Regions from separate parts of the Mus musculus genome. Here region 1 is linked to region 2. A link is a contact called in public Hi-C data. All regions are on one chromosome and are shown on one strand. Each heading gives the region's core, a stretch centred on a gene start, on an enhancer-like site or on the middle of the called end of the contact. The rest is flanking DNA. Distances are from core to core; before and after follow the strand shown. Region 1 has its middle 22 kb from the start of Pck1. Region 2 overlaps Gm36254 (a long non-coding RNA gene).

The links. Hi-C and Micro-C count contacts between places; a contact is called where the count stands out from the background.
Region 1: a Hi-C map of nephron progenitors shows a contact between it and region 2, with 2.5 times the contacts expected there. The contact joins two enhancer-like sites. A contact is called at or near these places in 1 of 15 datasets of contacts at CTCF or cohesin (embryonic stem cells), 36 of 484 Hi-C or Micro-C datasets (B cells, the Ba/F3 cell line, CD4 T cells and 18 more), 2 of 115 datasets of contacts at active chromatin or transcription factors (acute myeloid leukemia and astrocytes) and 1 of 9 other capture datasets (embryonic stem cells).

What each region holds. Positions count from the first base shown.
Region 1 is chr2:173,171,501-173,177,983 of GRCm38.p6, reverse strand. No RefSeq gene overlaps it. Among named protein-coding and RNA genes, the nearest start is that of Pck1, 22 kb to the right of the region's middle. Within about 2 kb of position 4,058, at least 188 of the 459 cell types and tissues checked have an H3K27ac peak or open chromatin away from gene starts, as enhancers often do. A contact at or near this core is called in nephron progenitors, where this site is marked.
Region 2 is chr2:172,842,891-172,850,309 of GRCm38.p6, reverse strand. Gm36254 (a long non-coding RNA gene) reads left to right here. Exons shown (of 4, transcript XR_375354.4): 4 at 942-1,685. Among named protein-coding and RNA genes, the nearest start is that of 1700055K11Rik, 14 kb to the left of the region's middle. Within about 2 kb of position 1,254, at least 6 of the 459 cell types and tissues checked have an H3K27ac peak or open chromatin away from gene starts, as enhancers often do. A contact at or near this core is called in nephron progenitors, where this site is marked.

The sequences.
Region 1 (6,483 bases), core at 2,809-5,308, 320 kb before region 2:
ACCACGGCTCTATATGCACCCCAGAGATCTCCTACTGGAACCTGGGCCACTGGCAGCAAAGGCTAAGAACCCTTCTTACCCAGCTTTCTGCCCATCTCCAAATCTGTGGGTAGAGCCTTCACCGTGTGGTCTGAGTTGGCCCTATCACCCCTAAGTCCCTTTCTGCAGCACAGCCATCCCTGCTGTCTTCCCCCATGCCTTACAAATACCAAACCCTTCATCTGCAGATCAGCCCTGTCCTGCAGGGAGACCCTAAGCCCAGCCCCAGGTTTCCTTCCCAGCTTTGCTGGGTTTCCCAAGCTACCCTAGCTCGGGTCTCCACCAGTTGCTACTCCTTCTGCTGGCCTGTGCACACCGAGCCCCTCTCTGACTTCAGTCAGAAACCAGGGTCACAAATAGTTGCAGCATAGGTTAGGGAACTAGACTGTTTGGGGTCAAACCCTGATTCTACCACTTCCTGTGTATCCTTGATCCCCGACTTGGCTTCTCTACGCCTGCAAATTAGGGGTTGACAGTTCTCCCTTCTCAGGGTCTGTAAGAGGCTTCAGTGGGCAAACTCAACATTTCTGTCGTGAACACGAGAGAGGATCCTGGGAAGTCTCAACAAAGACGGGGAGCTAAGAGGAAAGGGGAAGTGGTAGGCCTGCAGTTTCATGCTCCTCGGGGCACTGGGAACAAGACACAGGATGCAGCATGGTTAATTTGGAGGCAAAAGTTGCTTCAGCAGAACTGAGGGTCTGCCCGTGTCCTTGGCAGCTGTGAGGGGTCTGAGAAGCCACCTGTGTTTGCAAAGCAGCAGGAGCAGGCTCAGTGTCCCAGGACTAGGTGACAGGTCCTGTTTTGGCCACCAACCATTGAGGCTAAGAGCAACAATGGAGACAGAGTGTTTACAAGTGGGTGTGACAGCAGCGCTCACACCGGGAAAGGCATGGGTCTATACCAATGGTCCCTCTGCCTGGGGTATGATTCTAGCATCACATTATTCCCTAGGTCCAGGCTCTGCACCATGTCCCTTGATCAAGAGCACTCTCCTAGAGCCAGAACTGGCGGTGCCTACCTGTAATTCTAGCACTTTGAGTCGGACTAGGTGGCTTGTGCATCAGAGCCAGGGGCAGGTGCATAGAGAGCCAGCATGAGCTACTGAGTGAGACCCTGACTCTAAAAACAAAAAGAAAGACCTTCCTGAGCCTAAAGTGAGGTCATTTTTCCAACCCCACCCCCCACTCCCATCACACACACTTGTGCCCTGGCACTCACCCCTCCTTTCATCCCTCCCTTTCAGAACCTCCAGGTGTGATCCCCTGTTTTAACCCAGCTACAAATGTGCCTGGGCGACCACCCATCTCCAGCCGCCAAGAGCACTCACCTCTTGTAGGGTGGAGGCAATATGGACACTGAAATAGGGATGGATGGATAGATAAGTGGATGGGTGGGTGGGTGGATGCATGGATGGATGGATGGATGGATGGATGGATGGATGGATGGATGGATGAGTGAGTGAATAGATGGGCAGGTAGATGAATGTATGGGTGGGTGGATGGATGGATGGATGAATTAGTGGATGAATAGATTATTAATGGATGGGTAGACGATGGATGGATGATGGGTAGGTGGGTGGGTGGGTGGATGCATGGATACATAGAGACTGGTTGGATCCTATTATCCAGACAAAACACCCAAAGTTTCACCTCACTGGTTCTAATCTCCTTGATGATATGATCACAGCTACCTTTTCAGCCCCAGATGATTGGCACACACAGATCTTAGCTAAAACATCACACAAATGGCCTCCAGCTTCATTCCTCTCTGAAACCTTGTAAGCTGGGCTTCCCCTGTGTACAACACAGTCAGTACTCCTGTCTGCCGTGGCTCCACAGAAAGGGCCATTAAACTTCCTGCCCACAGAATCCCGTGGCTTTTCCACCCCTAAGTCTTCCATGTTCCTCCCCTCAAAAAATATATGTGGGGCTGGAGAGATGGTTAAGAGAGCTTGCCGCTCTTGCAGAAGAACTGGGTTCAGTTCTCAGCACCTCTGTGAAAGTTAACAGACATCTTTAACTCCAGTTCTAGAGGATATGGCGCCCTCTTCTGGCTGCCCCATGTACTGCACACACATGGTGCATAAACATACATGTAGGTAATGTGCCCCATGCACATACAAATAAACAAAGCTTCTTTAAAAATTCAGACTAATTACAGCAGTAGCCCCACTTCCTCAGTACCAACTTCTGTCCTGTCCCATTTCCGTTGGTGTGATAAAACGCTCTGACAAAAACCAACTTAGAGGGTAAAGAGCTTTACTTCAGTTTACAAATTCAGTTTGCAGTTCATCACTGTGGGGAAGTCAAGGCAGGAACTTAGAGCAGCTCAGCACACCACACCCATCATTAGGAGCAGGAGAAATGACTTTATGCTTCCTCTCTTGCTTGTTCTCTGCTAGATTTCTCCATTGTCACAAAGCTCAGGACACCAGCCTAGGGGATGGTGCCACCCACAGTGGGATGTGTTTTCCTGCATCAGTTAGCAATCAAGGCAATTCCCCTACATACATTCTCAACCTTATCTAGATAATCTTTTATGAAGACTTCCCAGGTTGTGCCAAGTTGATGGCTAAAACTAACCATCCTAAGTAGCTTAAACCAAATAATCTATTTCACCTCTGAATAATAAAATCCCAGAGGAAGGAAGCTCAGACTCTGCAAGACACCTAAAAATCACTAAAGACCAGATCCCCTCTCCCTTAAGCTCCTCTATACTTAATACAATATTTCTACTTCATAATCCAATGTTGCTGCTGGTGCTCCAGCCATCAAGTCCCCTTCCCAGGTGCCAGGAAAGAGAAGTAGATGTGGAAGAAATTTTTCTGGAAAATAACACACATGACTCCTCCACTTTTGCCTTGCTGGTCACCACTTGGGCACAAGTTCATGTGCTTAGAAGTTAAAGAGTAAGGATTCTACCCCCCCCCCCAAAAGATATGGGCCTGATACATAGTGTGGGCAGCTGGCATCTCTGCCTGCTGCTTGCTGACTGACCAGGACCAGTTTGGAAGTCTTTGGTTCATCAGTGCAGAGGCAGGGGCTGGGTAGGTTCTTCTTCAATAGACAAGAATGCAGTCTGGGTCAGGCCAAGCAAGGCCTGTGGAGAACTCAGAAGGGATGAAGGAACATGGATCATGAAGGTGACCAGCCCAGGCCAGGGGAAGGGGGCTCAGAGGAAGGGACACTTGAGAGGACAGGAGGAGAAGATCCTCCCAGGGACCAGGGAGGGGGAAGCTCACAGTCCCTAGCTCAGTAGGGTGCTCTGAGCCTCCAGGTTCCCACCTATGACCAAGGAGCATTGACTGCACTGTAAGATGTTCTGCAGGTTGCAGATCTAGCTCGCAGGTGGGGCCTCCATAAACAAAACATACAGCCCGGAGACTCTCCCCTCCTTCATACACCCCAACTGAGAGAGACTCCAACGGAGCCTAGGTCTGGGGGCATTTTGGGATTGTCACAGCTGCGGGGGGGAGGGGGAGGCGGCTGTGAATGCCTTATCTTAGAGAACAAACCACCACATCTAACAGAGCCAGAATCTCCAAAGCCTGCCCACACAGCTATGGGGGCGGCGTAGACTCTCCTCGCTCCTCCCACTGGGTCTCAGAACCATCTTTGTCTCCTCCCACTGTATCCTAGGACCCTTCCCTACCCTCCCACTGTATCTCAGGACCCTCCTGTCCCCTCCCAGGAACCTCCTCTCTCCTCCCACTGTATCTCAGGACCCTCCTGTCCCCTCCCAGGAACCTCCTCTCCCCTCCCACTATGCCCCAGGACCCTCCTTGCTCCCTCCCATTCTTTCTAAGAACCCTCCTCTTCCCTCCTACTGTGGCTCAGGAGCCTCCTTGTCCCCTCCTATGGTATCTTAAGACCCTCTTTGTCCCCTCCCACTGGGTGTCAGGACCCTGCTGGTCTCCTCAGAGACCCTGAGCCCATTCCTTGGCTTTGTCTCCGGAATCTAGCTATCTTCTCCTTCACAAACACCCACAGTGACTCAGGCTTTTTGTGAAGTTCGACAAACTAAACTTCTGTGTCCTTATTCAGTGCCAAGCACGTAGCGGCCATCCTCCCCCGAATCCATTACCAGTTAAAGCACAGCTATTATTTTTACAGCCGTGCTCAGAAATGGCTTGCAATCTCTAATTTGCTAAATTGATGTGTATATTGACTAAATAAATATTCGGCACGAAGCCCGCGTCCCCTCCACACTTATTAATCCTCGGGAAATGGAAACACAAGACACGAAATGAGCTTCTGCTCGGAGCTGCAGACAGGAATACATTATGTTGTTTTCCTGAGTGTTCAGGGACTCGCATCGCTGCAGCAGAGACCAGCCAATCAGCAAGCTCCAAGTTTTCCATGACGCACTTGTCTGCCCAGGACGTGCCCAGGTTGCTAAGGCTCTTCTGAAGTTTAGAACAAGAAACTTTTACCTCTTGAGGGGGGGGGGGTGAGGGGGAAACAGCTTTAGAGGGGGTGTTTAGGGGGTTTATGCCTTCAGTGTTTGCAAGAGAAATCAGAACGACTGTCAGGGCCCACAAGAGTCTCTGGCAACAGCCTCTACCCTTCCATGGAGATATTAGCTTCCTTGGCTTGGGGGAGAGAAGGCAGCCCCGTGGGGAAGGGGCCCTGACCTTGGTTGCTAAGCCCCTAGGTTGACAGCTGGTTGCCATGGTGATGCTCATTTGATTCTTTCCTCACTGGGGCAAGGCCCACTGTGAGCTACCACTCTAAGCTGGCTTGTGCCATGGTTTGCAAGGAGCCCAGCGTTGGGAAAGAAGCACTACAAACAGGGAAGTGAGTGGGCCCAGCACTTCCCTTTTGCTCAGCTGGAAGAATGCAGTTCCTCAGGTGTGAACATTGCATCTCACATCCCCTTGACCCAGAGCAGAAGCTTCCTCCCTGGGCAGACTCTGGGCCACTCCAAAGGGGGCATAGGTCCACAGTCTTCCTCTGAGACAGGCCTCTTCCCTGTCCCCAGCTGTGCCCTGGAGCAAGTGCCATACTTTGTTGAGTCTGTTTCTTGATGGCCATGCTTGAGAGTCATGAAGGGATTGCCATGGCAATGCTCCCAGCACCTGACCCATGTAGGTTGGCTGCCACCAAAGTCAAGGGGCAGACATCTGCATTCAGATGAAGTCCAGGCAATAGGAATAGCCAGTGCAAAGGCCCTGAGGACAGCAGCCTAAGATGACAACAGAGAGGCAGACAGTGCTGGTCACACAGTCCTTTGGCTGGTGGGAAGAGGGATTGCACCCCAATGTAGTGACAGGCACAGGAAGCTTGGAGAGGGTCTGTCTGAGTCTCAGCCTTCATAGTCTCAGGCCCCACTGCAGCCCTGTGGAGCTCATTCTGATCAGCTTGGGGGCTCAGGAGGCTGTATGAGTTCTGCAGAGTACGCAATTCTCCCTCAAGATACCATCTGACCACAAGCCATTAAAACAGCCAGCACCTGCAATTGGTGAAGACATGAACAGAGGCCCCTTGGCTCATAGAGATTTGGGTAGGAGCTAGGAGGGGCTTGGACTCTAGGCTGTACCCAGAAGTTCCTCATAACCCACCTCCCAGCATCTCATTTAGATTTATTGGCTCAAGAGAACATTCTAGAAAGACTAGCTCAGACTCCCATTAGCCTTTCCCTAAACAAGTCCAAAGAGACAGAGCCATGAGAAGGAGAAGTCAGTGTGGTCACATGGAGGGAGCTTGGCGGTTGCAGGGGTGGAGTGGCGGTTGGGGTGGAGGTGGAATTGAGTTTGCTCTGAGGTCCCAGCCCCACGTGCATCCACTGTCCAGAACATGAAAGCCCAACACTGCTTGGCTCGGAGATGTCGGTCACTCTCAGGGCATGGAATGTTCTAGGCCTGGATCTGAGAGGGGGCTGTTTTCTGTTGCCTACCCTCATCCCTCACCCTACAGAGTCCTTTGCAGTTGATATTTGTGTCTTACAGAGATGGATTGTACTGTCACAAGTGTGTGCCCAGGGGGATCTGCCTTGGTCTGGGGTCTGCAATTGGCTCTTCCTCTCTGCGGATTCCTGAGTTTCTAGGCAGAAACAGAAGTTCTGGGTGTCCAGAGTACCTCACTCTGGGGAGGGAGGGAGCCAAGGGCTTCTGAGGCCACCGCGCACCTTCCTGCAGTGATCCATCTTGCTTCGGCAGGGCTGGGGAATTGCTTGGAGGCGAAGCCGCATCTTGAATATTCATCTGATTTATGGTCGCTGCCGACAGTTTTATGAGTCCACCCACCGCTCCCTCCAGCCGGCCATCAATCTTCCCCTAGACGGGGCCTCTGCCAGCAGCTCATGAATTAAAGAGGCCCCTCCGGCCCTCAGCCCGCCGCCCTCCCCGCGGCGCGTCGTGCCGCCCTCCCGCCGCAGCCCTCAGCCCTCCGCCCTCCCCGCGGCGCGTCGTGTCGGGACCTGACCAGAAGTCACAACACTGTGGTG
Region 2 (7,419 bases), core at 5-2,504:
CGTAAGGTGGCTGGTCACACTGCGTCCACAGTCAGAAAGCAGAGAGATGAAGGCTGGTGGCTGTCTCAGTTTCTCCTTTTTATTCATTTTGGGACCCCAGCTTGTTCCCACCCCAGGAGAATTCCCCTCCTCAGTTAAGCCTCTCTGGAAATTGCCTCACAGACACACCTTTTGGTGACCCTAAGTCCAATTAAAATGACAACGAGGATGGGTCATTGCATCGACATTGGGAAGTGGCTTTGCTTTCCTAGTACGAGGTGCCTGGGGACCAGCGTGCACCCCATAGAGAGACCCTACATGGAAACACAGGCATGTAGGTCATGTGGTCCACACCTGCAATCCCAGCACTGGGGAGGCTGAGGCAGGGGAATTGAACTGTAAATTGAAGGCCGGTCTGGCATAGGGAGGGAGTTACAGGTCAGCCTGGGATTCACCTCCCAAATACTAGAGTCACGATCTGGGCCAGTGAACACCCTTCTAACAGAGGTATCATGCCCGGAGCAGCAGCCTTACATAGCATGGTCTCTGCCCTGTAACCAACCTCACACCCACTGTCCTCCCTCCTATGCCTCCCGTGAGTAGAATACTCCAAGCCTCTGACTGTCTCAGAGACTTTGCTGTTGCCTCTGCCTAGACCTTAGAGGTTTGCTTAGCTCACCCTGTTCTCAGTTTACTTGGGGATTCCGACCCTTGTCTTCCGAGAGGCCTTTCTCAGCCACTGATTTAAGATGACTCCCTTTCTAAGATGGTCCTTCTGGGTATATTCTGACTTTTCTGTCGTCTGCATACTGGTCATGCCTGTCTGGTATTTACAAGATATGCTGAGACCCGAACTCTGATCACCACACTTCTGCAACAAGTGTATTGAAGGGTGAGCCACTTCAACGAGCCACAGGTCATGACTTGGAGTTTTCTTACTTGTTATTCTGTGTCCCTGACAGGCGAAAGGTTTTGTCCAAAATGTAAAATCCTCATGTAAAGACATTGGTCCTTTGCTGTCTCCTCGGGAGCCCAGAGACCAGTCAGGCTCTGCGAGTATTTTGAGAAGAAATGAATGAATAAATGAAGCTCAATCTTCAGGCATAGACACTCCCATCTCTCCCCAAAGCATTCCACCTCCATCCTGGGACCCCCTTTGCAGCCAGTCCCTGGGCGTCTCCCCTCCCATATTTTCATCCCCCCACACCCTCTGTCTGGCTCAGATTACTGTTTGCTGCCAGCCAGCCACCCGCAGACAGCAAACGTGGACCAGCTGTGCCGCAGGAAGCCACCCGCACCTCAACAGGATGGCTCAGGATGTCTTCAGTTAGCCTAAATCGTCTCTGAAAGTTCGCGTTTTCCCTTTGTGTAAAATGCCTATCATTAATTCGGACTTGGAGATCAAAGAGTTAACAACGCGTTGATCCTCTCTTACTTCCAAGTGATATATAAGAATTCCAGAGACTCTCTGACAAATGCTCCTGGGTCAGTGAGCAGAGGCCCAGTGGGGACCTTGGAAGGAAGCCGACCTGCCCAAGGCTTCCGGTTGCCGGTTGCGGGTACCTCATTCCTATACTTCTCCCCGAACACTGCCTTTTTTCTCTTGCTTTCTCCTCTTTCAACCAAAGGAAACAAGCGTCTCTAATTCATCACTTTGTGCGGCATCAGAAGTAGGCTGGGAAATAAAAAGGCTTCATTGAGCAGCACTGGTTTGCCCATCCCTGCGTGGCTGTTTTGTGAATGGACTTTTCATCCTTTCAGGTCTTGCTGCCTTCCCGACAGCGTTCTGTGGCTTTTCAGCACTCTGTACCCAAAATGCAGGAGTTCTAAGACGACACCACATCCTCAGATGCTCCAGGTCCAAATGAAGATAAGTGAGGCAGGAGCCCAAGCCTAGTGCCAGAATCCGGGAGATGGTGGGGGACTGTGGAAATTGCAGAACCCCACCCAGCCAGCAGGGGGAGCCACTGTTCAAACTGTGGCCACACGGGATCACATGTGTATATCTAGTTGTTCTCAACTCTTGGATCCCAATTCTTTTGGAGTTCGACACTTTCAGAGGGGTCACCTAAGACCATTGGAAAACACAGATATTTACATCATGATTCAAAATTTACATTATGTAGCAAAATTACAGTTATGAAGTAGCAACAAAAATAATTTTACAGTTGGGGGTCACCACAACTTGAGGAACTGTATTACAGGGTGGCAGCATTAGGGTAGTTGAGAGCCACTAAGCTAGACAGAGAAAGCCTGGCTTCTCTGGCACATATTTAGCTTCTAGGACAAACCAATGGGTGACAGATCCAGAAATGTCCCAGAAGAACTAACTGCAGCCCAATCTCTGAAAAGGATATTATATTGACATTTGGGACTAGGTTGATAGTTAAAATATCATTGTAGTGTGAAAACCCACAGTGATGGTTAGCATTCATTTTCAATATGACAGATCATGGAAACACTCCAGAGACAGGCCCCTGGACATGCTTGTGGGTGGGTGATCTTGATTTGATCTTCCAACTTTTGAATTGAGGTAGGGAGAGTCGCCCACTGTGGGTGGCACCATTCCTTGGCTTGGATCCTGGACTGTCTGAGTGGAGAAGGGAGCTGGGCAACAGCCTGTGCCATCGATCGATCCATATTTCCTGATCAAGGATGCAAGCAAGAGACCAGCTGCTTCAGGCTGACTGCCCCCCACCCCCGCCCCTCACCACAACGAACTCAACTCTGACCTGTGAGCTAAAATAAACCCCCTTTTCCACCAGTTGCTTTTGTAGCACAGTGTTGGGAGAGTAACTAAGACACCTCCTCAATCCCACCAAGGAGGCAAGTCGAACATAAAGGGAAGCTGCTTCTACTGCAGGGGGATTCCGGGAACTCCGACGGCCCTGACAGAGGGGCTCCCATCCTTCTCAGGCTCATCTTCATGGGTGAGGTGAGAAACTGGGCTTGGCCTCCTCCTTCACACCAGGTAAGCCACCTGTCTTAGTTAGGGTGTTACTGCTGTGAGCAGACACCATGACCAAAGCAACTTTTATAAGGACAGCATTTAATTGGGGCTGGCTTACAGGTTCAGAGGTTACAGGTTCAAGTCCACTATCATCAAGGTGGGAGCGTGGCAAGCATCTAGACAGGTACAGTGCAGTCAGAGCTGAGAGTTCTACGTCTTTATCTGAAGGCTGCTAGTGGAACAGTGGCTTCCAGGCAGTTAGGGTGAGGGTCTTAAGCCCACACCCCACACAATGACACACATACTCTAACAAGGCCACACCTACTCCAACAAGGCCATACCTCCTATAGTGTGGCCACTCCCTGGACCAAGCATATATAAACCATCACACCACCCACCATGGAGCTACACTTCCAGTCCTCTTTCCTCTAAGTTGTCACGGAGACCTTGAACTTGTAATCCCCCGGCCTCAGCTTTCTGAGTGATGGGGATGGCTGAGCCACCATTTACAGCGGACGTGAATACAGCTTTTAGTATTGGTCTCCCTCTGCCCCTCCACAGCAAAGGCCTCTATCACCTTGAAGAGTCTCTCCTCACGGCTCTTCCTTCTTCTGAGGCGGAGGACGGAACTCCCCTTGACCCTGTCTGATGCTCACGAGGGAATGGTATCAAAATCAGCTGGGATGTCGGTGTGGGGATTGGCGTCCCCTTTAGGCATTGGCCTCAGGGGAATCCTGGCTGGCAGGATTAGGGGGCTGTCCCGTCTTGTGATTTATAGAACTGTTATCAATCGCAGACTGGGGAGAGGAGCAATGGACTTGAGGAGAAAGAACGGCTTGGAGAGACTCTGCAAGCCGGGGCCTGGTGTGGGACAGAAAACCAACCGGGCTGTAACAGGAACCCTCCTAGCCAATTGGAGTAGATAGTTTTAATGTTTCCCGAATCTTGCAAAATGTGTATCCAATTAGCCACTACTGAAGGGCCTTATTTATAAAATAATACTTCTGTGGTCAGGTTGCACTTTTCCATTTATTTCTGGTGCATGGGGCTCAAGTTGCAGATTGGGCCTGTGATTAATCGAGGCAAACACGGGGTTTCTGTTGGCATCCGCGCAGGGTGGAGTCGGGCCAGGGCTGGAATCCGGAGGCTCCTCTGTTCTTTGGGGGCCTCTCTGGAGGAACACAGGGCGAGAGAGGGTGGGGAGGGGGCAGCGGCTGGAAAAAAGATCACTGTCGGTGGACAGAGGGCACTGGCAGAAGTGCCACGTGACTCGGGCAGGCCCCACGCAGCAGCGGCTAACTGGAGGGCAAAGTCGGGAGAGCTGTACGCTGTGTGAGGAATCCGGCAGGCCCACTCGTGGGTCTGAGTTACCACCGGCTGCGTGGCTCCTTCCCAGGCCTGAGCAGAGTATGGCGGGATCTAGAGAGTGAAGGAAACCGGGAAGAAAGTCGAGGCAGCACGATGAAGGGGAGGAAGACTGGAGCCAGCCTGTTTTGTGTCCTACCTAGGAAACTGGACAAGACACAGGCGAAGGGGTGTGGTTGTCCCAGTAAAACTTTACTCACAGAGAGTCTCGGTGGCCAGATCTTGCCCCTTTATTTGCAGCTCTGCTTGTAGGGCAGCAGGAGACAGAGCTGAAGCAGGCCGCGTGGGGGTGGGGTGAAATGGTTTGCCTTCACAGTGGGCAGGGCTTTGATCGGCTGTACCAGGAGTGAAACTCTCACAGAAGTGAATGTTTAGTTAAAGCCCTATTACGGGGGTGGGCTGTCCCTTTCACCGAGTGTTCCTTCTCATCTGTGGGGTCCCACAGCGTCTCAGGCATGAGTGATATCTAGCCTGGGCTACCTACCCTGGCACTTAGGAGGTCACCCTTTACCCTACCCCCCACTCCCGTGGTTTGTGCCTCTTCCTTAGTTCACCCAGCCACAGCTGGCTGACAGTTCCAGGGCCCAGGGAAAGTTCTCGAGGTTCCATGGGGCTTTGAGTGGCCGCACCCCTGTGATCACCCTGCCCCTGTAAGCACCCCACTTCTGTGAGTACCCCACCTCTGTGAGCACAGCACTTCTGTGAGCACTCCACCTCCGGGAGCACCTCACCCCCGTGAGCACCTCAGACAGAGTTCTTTCTACACCTGCTCCTTTGTGTATCCACTGGAATGGGAGAATTCCCCTGGACTCTGTCACTGGTGGGTGTTGCTGGTGGTGAAGATCGGGAAGGCCTCAGAGTGGGAGGATGGAGACCTGTAGCCAGTGTTTCTTGGATCATGATCGTGTCCCAGACAGAGGCAGTCAACGTAAGGGACTGGGAGGAAATGGCACAGGAAGGAGACGTGCATAGTGGCTTCTTAGAGAGTCACCCTGCCCAGGATCTTGGATAGTGTCTGATGGACACTAATGGAGGGGAGGTGTGTGTGTGTGTGTTTATCTGTTTATGTCTGTGTGTGTGAGGAGTGTGAGTATGTGAATGTGTGTGCCTGAGTGTGTGTGTTATCTCTGTGTGTGCCTACCTGTGTGTGTGTATAAATGTGTGTATGAGTGTATATGAGGAGTGTGTGTGTACCTGTGTGTGTGTATGTGAATGTGCTATGTATGTGAGTGTGTGTGTGTGTGTGTGTGTGTGTGTGTGTGTGTGTGTGTGCACAATTCCAGGAATGGATTGAGATTTTCCCAGGATAGGACTTACTCTGCACTACAGACCCCCTTTTGTCTTTGCATTTGCTTTCATATGCGCCGTGGTATGGGATGTTTGGTGGGAGCTGTCAACTTGAGAGACTAACAATATGCAGATGTAATTGCAAGCACAGGACAGTGAGCGTCCCCTCTGTCAACCATGTTGGTTCCAGCTGGTTCTAGATGGTGTTGGGTGGTCTTGTTTCAGTCTGAGCTGTGACATGACACTGGCTCCATGGCCGCAGGAGCCTCTAGCTACCACACAGTCTGTCCCTTTGCCCTCCATGTCTGCCTAGTCCACCTCGGCTGTTCATGTCCGCCTAGTCCACCTCGGCTGTCCATGTCCGCCTAGTCCACCTCGGCTGTCCATGTCTGCCTAGTCCACCTCGGCTGTCCATGTCCGCCTAGTCCACCTCGGCTGTTCTGCAGCCTTCCACAGATTCTGTCTCCCTTCTCGCTTGAACTCTCGAGTCCTGGGGACAGGGGAGGGTGCAAACCCCTTGTGTGACCATCATGTATCAGTCAGCTGTGGACATCCTGATGCTATGTAATGTCTCATTCCAAGCTGAGGCACTCGGGGACAAAGCGATAGGAGAGGCCAGCGGCACCCCTGCCTGGCAGAGCTCTCCACTCCAGCCTTCGACCCCGGAGACCTCCTTAAAAGGACACACACGGTGATCCCCTCAGTTACAGGGTGCTTGCTCAGGGGCCCAGGTAGAGGGGCAGTAGCTTACCCTGTGCACAGCCTGCTTGTGGTAGGCATGACACACCAAGTCACAAAGGGTGCAAGAACCTCAAAAGACTCTGCCAAAGAGAGTTAGGCCTCCAGGCCTGCCAGCAGCAGGGCAGGGTGGTGGAGGAGGTGTCCCGCCATAGAAATGAGATGGGATGTGACTGAAGAGCAGTAGTCCAGGCCGCCATATCTAACACACACACTCCACAGAACTCTTCTTGTCCTGACCAAACACCCCAGGAGCAGCTGAGGGAAGAAGGAGTTGCTTTTAGCTCACAGACTCAGTAGAGGTTCCATCTGACACAGTGCAGGAGGCCCGGTTAAGACTGGTGCACAGCTACGCCGTGGCTGCTAGACCAGCACGCAGGGATCAGGCTGGAGCCGGAAGTGGGAACAACCTTCAAGACCACCCCTAGCAACCTGGTTTGTATGTACGCCCGCAATCCAAAGAGTCCACAATCCCCTGAAACAGCAGCAAGGGCTGGGGACCAGGTATTGGAGCACATGAGCCCACGGGGAATGGCTCACATAGCCAGCGCAGCCAGCAAGTGTACCTAGTAGTATCTAACTAGTTTGAACTGTGTCGTCTCACGCCCAGGACCCCAGAGAATAATGGCCAAGGCGCCCCTGATGCCGTATACAGTCACCCCTCCGCAGCATCTTCAATGCTTGGCTGCCTCATGGAGAACACATGGTAGCCAGTGTCCTAAAGCAATCAACCTTTCTTGAAAGCAATTCAGGAAGGGACACCTTTGCTGTCAGTTCCACACAGTCTTCCAACAGGGCCCTCAGGAGATGCCTGGAGTTCGATTTTCTTAGAGAGGGTGGTGTGGGAAGGACGGATTCCCGAGAAGGTGTGGCCCCCTTCCCTTTGCTTCAGGGAGTAGGACAAGTCTCTGTATTGACCTGCAGGCACACACCCAGGCTGGAGAGGGCTGAGGGCATTCGGGAGGAGGGGGGCAGCAGCCAGCAGATGTTGGAGCCCCGTCTGTCCCACCTGCCTGCTTCCCCTTGGCTCTCAGATGCTGATCAGCTTACGTTCTGTGCTGTACCCACTGTCAAGTCAAAAAGGAGGACTGTGGCCTCCC